Regions from separate parts of the Mus musculus genome. Here region 2 is linked to region 1. A link is a contact called in public HiChIP or PLAC-seq data. All regions are on one chromosome and are shown on one strand. Each heading gives the region's core, a stretch centred on a gene start, on an enhancer-like site or on the middle of the called end of the contact. The rest is flanking DNA. Distances are from core to core; before and after follow the strand shown. Region 1 has its middle 17 kb from the start of Gm38456. Region 2 overlaps A230028O05Rik (RIKEN cDNA A230028O05 gene).

The links. HiChIP or PLAC-seq counts read pairs in DNA pulled down with a chosen protein or histone mark.
Region 2: a contact with region 1 is called in an HNF4G HiChIP or PLAC-seq map of pancreatic cancer cells. The contact joins two enhancer-like sites. A contact is called at or near these places in 4 of 39 promoter capture datasets (the C10 cell line, the SN4741 cell line and embryonic stem cells), 2 of 15 datasets of contacts at CTCF or cohesin (large pre-B cells and stem cell-derived epiblast-like cells), 23 of 484 Hi-C or Micro-C datasets (the HPC-7 cell line, the N1E-115 cell line, bone marrow-derived macrophages and 3 more), 15 of 115 datasets of contacts at active chromatin or transcription factors (the 3134 cell line, T-cell acute lymphoblastic leukemia, effector CD8 T cells and 7 more) and 1 of 9 other capture datasets (embryonic stem cells).

The regions. Positions count from the first base shown.
Region 1 is chr16:24,311,186-24,315,462 of GRCm38.p6, reverse strand. No RefSeq gene overlaps it. Among named protein-coding and RNA genes, the nearest start is that of Gm38456, 17 kb to the right of the region's middle. Within about 2 kb of position 1,747, at least 54 of the 459 cell types and tissues checked have an H3K27ac peak or open chromatin away from gene starts, as enhancers often do. A contact at or near this core is called in bone marrow-derived macrophages and pancreatic cancer cells, where this site is marked.
Region 2 is chr16:25,065,619-25,069,895 of GRCm38.p6, reverse strand. It overlaps A230028O05Rik (RIKEN cDNA A230028O05 gene), which reads right to left. Exons shown (of 3, transcript NR_040374.1): 3 at 838-3,340. Among named protein-coding and RNA genes, the nearest start is that of A230028O05Rik, 8.1 kb to the right of the region's middle. Within about 2 kb of position 2,390, at least 55 of the 459 cell types and tissues checked have an H3K27ac peak or open chromatin away from gene starts, as enhancers often do. A contact at or near this core is called in bone marrow-derived macrophages and pancreatic cancer cells, where this site is marked.

The DNA of each region.
Region 1 (4,277 bases), core at 498-2,997:
GAGAAGTGAGGAAGAGGGAGAGGGAAAGGGAGAAGAGAGGAAGAGAGAGGGAGGGAGAGAGGGGGAGGGAGGAAGGGAGATCTATAGGGCTAGAGCTGTAGTCCCATTATATTTCTAAAGAAAGTGCCACTAAGGACATTTCTTCCTTAAGTGCCCCCACCTGAGTATCTGCAGCTTCCTGATAATGCCACCATGGGGACCAAGCTTTTAATACATGGCCTTTAAGTGACATAACAAATAGCACTCACTTCTTTCATCCCCCGAACCACCCTTTAGTGCTAAGTGGTATAAACTGTGGCACTATTGTTCCTGGAGTTATTAAGGGTCAAGGTCTGGGCCTTGATAGACTCAGCTCCTGTCCTCAGTAAGCCAATGACATCAATAGTAGTGAGGTACAGAAAGAAAGGCATATATGTCCTAGGCATGTCATAGAGCTGTGATCTGTTCTAGGTATGGGCAGCCAGGGAGGAGATAATCTATGGCATGGAAGTTGGTTCGGGGCCATGGTGTGTGGGATTTCGGGGCCCTAGGAGTCATAGATTCACGTGGTCTTCTATACCTCTCGTCTGGCAGGAAAGGCCAGCATTCAGACCCTAAGGCTCCAGGGTTGTTTGATTCTATTGCTATCTTTCAGTTCCTGTGAGAGACTTTCCTTCTTATCTCACCTGACCTACTCATTGACCTACTCAGTCCCGGGGTCCTAAGGCATAGAGGCTGTGTGATTATATTGAACACCAGTCCGGCTCCTCATTGTAAAGGTGGAACTACTGAGCTCTGATTAGTGTTAATTCAGTTAATTACTGAAGTAAGTAACCTTTCAAGTTCCTTATATTGTACCATATAACACTCCCCAGTACACCAGTACAGGGTTAGAGCATGGAGAACAGAAATATTATATGTGTGTGTGTGTGTGTGTGTGTGTGTGTGTGTGTGTGTGCTGGTGATAGCACAGTCAGATCCACTGCATTTAATACATCAGATCCACTGCATTTAATACATCTGCAATTAGAGATTTTGAGCAAAAAAAAAAAATTATGAAAAATACAAGCAAGCAGGAAAAAAAACCCAAGTTAATCGAGTTGTAGTGTTAGAAAAAGTACTTCCCCCGTTGGATATATTGAATTCACTCAAATCTGCTATTGCAGAGCAGAGATAAAAATTAATAGCTTTGTTTCCTGTGATCTCTTTATCAGACGAAGTGCAGGACTAAGGCTCTCAGTTACTTTAATGGAAAAACTGAAGTTGTATTATCAGATGATAAGGCTGTGTCAGGTGTTATTTTATTCTCTTATCTTCCTTGTTCAAGGTGAGGTGCTGGAGTCCTGATGGATGAGCTGGCCTGCCAGCTGGCCTGCTGTGACCATGGATCTCAGAGCCTTGATCTCACTCTGCCTTTCAAGATAACTGTGGCAGGTGAGAGAGGCCTCCAGGCCAGTTGATTCTGATCTCAAACTAAAGCCTTGATGGCTGGGGTCCTTGTCACAGGACGGTGGACTTGAGGAGATCTGCTAACTCAGTCCAGTAAGCAAGGAACATCGGAGATCACCTGCTAATGCTGGCTGAATAAACTCTCCGGGAGGGGGTCATGAAGTGATGTGGCCCAGGGTAGCTGCACTGCAGGTGCTTTCTGGCCCCCTCCCGGAGAGTTTATTCAGTGAGCGTTAGCAGGTGATCTCAGATGTGCCTTGTGTTATGTTTGATCATGATGAGTCATGCCAGTCCCTGCTACCCTTGGGAAGCTCCCAGCCCAGAGGGCAGCAGACTTGATCACGAGGTAAGGAGGCTTATTCATATCCTCCTCTGGGCTTCCAGAGCACTTTGTACCTATCTGTACTTCAGCTGTTGTTGTTGTATGTGAGCAGTTATTTGTCTGCAAGACTGTATTTTCCCTATTTGAATACAAGCTCAACAGAAAAGGGTGAAGGCATACATGTGGTCTCATGCCCACTGTTTTAGCACCATGGATGAAGTAAAACCAGTATGTGTGAACTATTAGTGTGTATGACAGCTGTTGTGTTTATTTGTTATTTAATTACTGGTGTGTATTTTTTTTTTTACAGCGTCACCTTCAATCAGTTTTACTAATAGCAGAGGTTTCAAAAAGAAGTAGCTAAAAAAAAAAAAAAAAAAAAGAAGTAGCTTTACTGAATGCTGGGCATGAGGTCATAATTTCACAGCTCAGCCCCCTATTCACTCACAAAAAGGCCCTGGTGTCTCATCGTTCACTGGTGCTAGTGGTGGATCAGGGCTGACCATGGGCCAAGAGAATGTTGGCCACCAGTGAGGCAGAATAGGTTCTGATTGTTCTAGCTCTCCACTGAGATCAGGATTAGGGGCCAGGTTGTCCCCTGTCTAAAAGCCTCAGTTACTTTATCTGGGGGGCATTTTTATGAACAGGGACTCATAAAGCTCTGTCTATCATGCTTCTAAAGGCTGTTAAGGGAGTCTTATGAAAATGGATGTAGAAGGCTTCCGGGGAAGATAGTAGACTAGGCAGTGCCTCCATGTAACCTAGCGAGGAAAAACCAAAACATGAAAAAAATACACTATATTTCAAAAGGAGAAAGAGGAAGTGCTCCGGAAGAGTTCCAGAGTAGTGATGTGATACCCCAAGAGTGCAGAGCCAAAGAATGACCTCATCAGCCAACGCTCCATCCCTATGGCTCCTGAGAAGGGCTAGCACACTATCTACGTTAGTGGTTCCATTGTCTGACCTATGGTTCTTGGTGAGGTCAATGAACATTAATTAATTAAGTATATTCCTATTTCTTGTACCATTTGATTGTGATGCTATTCTAACAGTTTGCTTTCCTCACACTGACTGGTGCTGGAGAGTGAGCCCTCAAGAGTAGGTTCCTCAATAAGAAAATCTCCAAATCCAACTAGTTGAGATGTCCAACAAATGCAAAGATCACATCACAGAAGTACAAGAGTTAGCAAATGGCAAGGTGGCACTAATCCTCTACCAGGTCACAAGTCTTTTTTTTTTTTTTCACTTTTAAAATAGACTATTATAATCACTTTATTTTTGCATTGGGACTTTTTTGCTTCTGAGGTTTTTTTTTTAATATTTTTTATTACATATTTTCCTCAATTACATTTCCAATGCTATCCCAAAAGTCCCCCATACCCTCCCCCCCACTTCCCTACCCACCCATTCCCATTTTTTTGGCCCTGGCATTCCCCTGTACTGGGGCATATACAGTTTGCGTGTCCAATGGGCCTCTCTTTCCAGTGATGGCCGACTAGGCCATCTTTTGATACATATGCAGCTAGAGACAAGAGCTCCGGGGTACTGGTTAGTTCATAATGTTCCACCTATAGGGTTGCAGATCCCTTTAGCTCCTTGGGTACTTTCTCTAGCTCCTCCATTGGGAGCCCTGTGATCCATCCAATAAGGTCACAAGTCTTTAACTGTTGAGTTAAACGATGTTAAAACAGGTGAAACACTGCATGAAGATTTCAAAAGTTTACTAGTAAACACGATGAATTACCTTAAGGAGGATATGAACAAGCAAATAAATTGAAGCCAGGACCCAATTTGAACGTCAGCAACATAAAATGGAAGTCAGCAAAATGAATGAGAAGATAAGGAATGTTCAGAGGGAAACTGAGATTTTGAAAAATGAAGCAAACAGAAATGCTGGAAATGAAAAAAACAAAATACTCAAATGAGTAAATGAAAAAGTACAGGGGGAATCGTGACCAATGAAGCCAACCAGGAAGGAAAAAAGAATGTTGCAGATGGAGAATAAGATGTAAGACATGCTTCCCTGGGACATCAGGTAAAAAACCAATGGGCTTGGGCACAACATTCAAGAATTCTGAGATAGACCCAAGAGACCAGACATAAGAATCCTGGGGCTAGAAAAAAGAAACATGCAGAAAATAAAGAGTAGAGAAACTATTTGATGAAATTATAGCAAAATTTTCCCTTAGTCCAGAGAAATGAATGTCCAAACACAAGAGGCAATTACAGCCCCAAATAGACTTGATGAACCCCTTTCCAGAACATTCTAAGATGTGAAGACTACAAAGTAAATAATTATTAAAAAGCTGTGCAGGAAAAATTCCAACTCACCTACAAAGACAAACACAGCCGAATATTATCATCTCTATCGCAAGCAACTCCAAAAGCCAAAAAAAAAGACCAATATATTTTAAGTCTTGAAAGTAAATCACTGCTAACCCAAATTACTAAATCCAGCAAAGCTATCATTTAAAATTGACCAAGAAATAGGTGCATTTTGAGATAAGCACAAACTAAGGCAGTTCAT
Region 2 (4,277 bases), core at 1,141-3,640, 750 kb before region 1:
CTAGGTTTCTGATAAAGATGCCAAAAATACGTGCAAGGAAGAAAGATAACCTATTCCACATGCAGAAGGATGAAATGAAACTCATGTCTCTCACTCTGCACAAATCAGTTAAAGTGGCCTAGAAACCTTAATATAAAACCTGAAATGCTGAACCACAAGAGGAACACATAAGGAGTATACTTCAAGTTATACATTAGGGCTAGAATTTTCCGAACAGAACTCCGGTAGCACAGGAAACAGTTTTAAGATTAAACAAATGTGACTACACGAAGTCAAAGGCTCTGCATAGTAGAAACTTTACAGCCAGGAGAATGAGAGAAGATATTTGCCAACCATATCAGACAAAGGGTTGATATCTAGAATATGAGGGGGAAAATTAAACAATAAAACCCTCCCGTAATCAATAATTGAGCTTATAAAATGAACAGCCAGTTCTCAAAGGAAGAAATACGAATGGGCAGTATGTGTTTTAAAAAGTGTTCGACATCTTTAGCCACTAGGCAAATGCAAATTAAAACCACTTTGAGATTTCATTTCATGTGAATTAGAATAGTTGAGATAACAAACAAACAAAAACCAACAATAAACGCTGTCAAGGATGTAGGGAAAGAAGAATCTTATCTCAGCTGGTAGGAGCATAACTTTGTATCACTCATATGGAAATCAATGTGAGGGTTCTCAAGTAATTGAATATATAATTATAATATGCTCTACCTGTGTGACTCATTGACATATAATTTAAAGGACTGCATATCCTGCTACAGAGATACCTACACTCCGTGCGTATTTCGGCTCTATGCACAACCACAAGGAAGCAGATGAATAGAAACTGTGAATCATATATCCAATGAAAATTTATTTGGCCATTAAGGAAAATGAAATCATTAAATTTGCAGGCAATGGATGAAATTGAAATGTACTATGAAGCAAAAAAGTACTATGACTCAGATACAAGAAAGGAAAAATTGCATGTCCTTCACATATGAGCATCCTCATTTATAATGCTTCCATGTGCCTACATGACTGGGGATACATAGAGTATACTGGCTATAGAACAAGAAGGAAGACCATGACACAGGGAGAGAAGTATTGAAGAAGAGGGAAGGCACAAATGACAATTAAAGCGGAAGAGAAACGGATGCCTCCAGTAGGTGGAATGGTACACAGGAGAGCCAGGAGAGATGAGGGAGAAGAGAGGAGAAAGGGGGCCAACAAAACAAATTTTGTTTAAAGACATCATGATGAAATCGAATCCTGTGTAAGCTAGTTGAAAAATAAAGTTAAGAGAGAGAGAGAGAGAGAGAGAGAGAGAGAGAGAGAGAGAGAGAGAGAGAAAGCATAATGTTGGTAATGACCTCGTTTGCTCCTGAACTTCTGAATACTTAAGACGTTTAACATGGGTCTGGTTCCAGGTTTTGAGTGAATATGACTGGTTTGCTAAAGTGAACAGACCTTAATTGAGGGCTTCAAAGCTCTGGCTCTGAGGCAAAGTTTACATGGTGTCAAGAGGACAGGGGTCTGTGTGAAATGCCTGTTAACACAGACCTACTGGGAGAAAAAAAGAAAGAGATCAAAGTCTCGAGGGGCCAGGCCTCTGGAGGCATTGAGCAAAGCAGTCTTGGATATCACTTTGATGTCTGACTCTCAATATTAAGGAAACTCTCTGTGAAATATACCCAGTGGTTATCTGCTTTCTCTATGTCAACAATGAGCTGACTCGTGTGACAGATGCTACAAGATGATAGGATCTGGAACTCAGAGCACCTGCAAACCTCCTGTGCCACATCTTAAACTGGACTGCAAACTCACAAGTGTAGCGAGACATCTAACAATTTGTCCTAAGTTCTTACCAAATGAGACAGCTTGTCAGGCACACATAGTGGCCCACGCCTGTAACCTCAGTACCTGGGTGGCTGAAGGAGGAGCGTCAGGAATCCAAGTCCATCCTCAGCTAGAGAGTAAGCTCCAAGCCAGCTTAGGTTAAAAAACAATGGAAACACAACTACAAGTTAATTTAACTAGGAAATGTGTGACGTTGGTTTCCAGTGTGCTAGTGAAGTCTTGATTGTTCTTATAGTCTTAGCCCTTCCCCTTCAGTCCAACACAAAGGCAGGGACCACTAGAGGTCAGGCTTTTTGCATCCCTCTCCTTGAAGAAAAGCAATCAAGGCTTGTGTTAGCTGTGAGAAAACAAACAAGGGGGTTCTATACTGGCAAGCAGCGCCACCCTTAATGTCTGCTAGAAACTGGTCTGTTTCCATAGATTTCTAAGAAACAAAGGTTTCCTAATTTTCTGTGTCTGTTCCCTTGAATGTCATTTCAATCTACCTCTTATTGTAGTGTCCCAGTGGAAACAGTTAATCATTAACCGTGCCCTCTGCACAGGAATGGAAGTGATACTCTATACAGCTACAAGATAGGAATTTAATTCAATAAATAAGCAATGTAATAAGACTCCAGCCTGTGTAACCCAAAATCACATGATCAGTGAATGGCTAGGATGGGATTCAAAACTAGACATTACATAATTCCAAAGCCCATGGACTCACCACAAAACACTGACTCCTGCATACTTCTAAACTCTACTTGCTACAAAGAGCCATCCTTCTCGAACAAAGGGGAACTAAAGATGAAGAGAGATTTCTCCCAAGGTTATAGAGGACAACTTGCCTTGGCCATGGGCTAAAGTTAGCTCAGGGATCCCTTTGCATCTCTCGACACAAGCTTCAATACTAAGTGTTAAAAGTTAAGGACGAGGAAGACAGTTAACCCAAAAGCAGTAAAAATTAACTATGTTCTGATGTGTTGGATGAAAACTTGGGAACCTCGTGTGCTCCACCCTCGCCCTGATAACAGCTGCAAGTGTTTGCTTGCTTTTTCTAACATCTGGCCAGCCCCTGTGTAAACAGAGTGGAGGTCATCGTGGGGAGGAGCTGAGTGGTTTATTTCTAGGTCTCTTAAGGATACAATGAGCTGGGACAGAGTCTCAAATAGGAATTTCTTCCATGTTTTATGACAATGTCAGCAGCAGTTTCCAGCGGCGTTCTTCAGTCTCTTGCTACCAGTCTGTTTCTCATCCCTTTAACTGATCTCCACAAACTAGGTTACTTGCAAAGGAAGTTAGTGTATTTCTCACTGTCTGGAGGCAGAGAAGTGCAAAAGGTCAAAGGGTCCTGTGTGCTGAGGACCCTCTTACTGATGGAGTTCCCACGATGGCACTTCACATCACATGATGTGACAGAAAGACTGCCAGGCTAAAATCTCTCTTCCTCTACTCATGAAGCTACCACTGCAACTATAGTCTCCACCCTGAGGACTCCGTTAAGTCACATCAGCACCACCTGCAAATGCAATGAAGAAGATTATTTCAATATGGAGTTTGTAGGAATCAGACATGGACATCTTAGCATTTGCCTGTAATTCCCTTTCATGGCATGATAAGAAAAACAGTTCATCAAAGGTCTGCTTGGATGTTGCTAAGCACTCTGGATGATCCAAGGTCCAGTCTGGGCTCCACCTAGGACTGACCATGAGCCTTTGGGACATTATTCGTTTCAGGTTTCATTTTTAACCACTTGAGTAATGAGATGGGGGAGTCTTCCCTAATGTTTCATAGAACGTTACTATTCCATTTTTAAGTCAGAGTTCTAACAGTTAGCTCAGCCCTATGCTCATCCCACAAGGACATTCCTAGCTACTGCTTCTTTTGGTCTACTGAACATGACACTTTAAAGATTATCAACCCTCCAATTCTATATTTTCGTAGCAAACTCCTACCAATGAATAAGTTCACACTAACATCGGTCTTAAAGACAAAATTCAATCTATCAACAAGAGCTTGCCTTAAAAAGGCTATTTATAGGAGGCCTTCTTCTTGTTTAAAATCACACACAAACACACACAGACAGAAGTGGGGAGGGGGGAAGAGAGAGAGAGAGAGAGAGAGAGAGAGAGAGATTATTTACCCAAACATGCTTAATTTAAAATATGACTTAGATATTCAAATATACTTTTAAAGTTTGCTAATGCATTTTCTTCTTCTAAAAAAGTGTTTTGAAGTTATGGTCTTCTTTGGAATAAATATGCTAATTAAATATACTAAATGAAGTGCAAGCACAGTAATGAGTCACTGAACTTACAAATATGCCTTGAATTCCAAAACTGTTCAATCCCTGGGTAGGAATGACTAGCTGACGGAGAACTTACCTGAAAGAATAATAAAATCTCAAATAGAACTTGAGCTATTTTATGAAATTATCTTTTGTAATCCATCAAGGA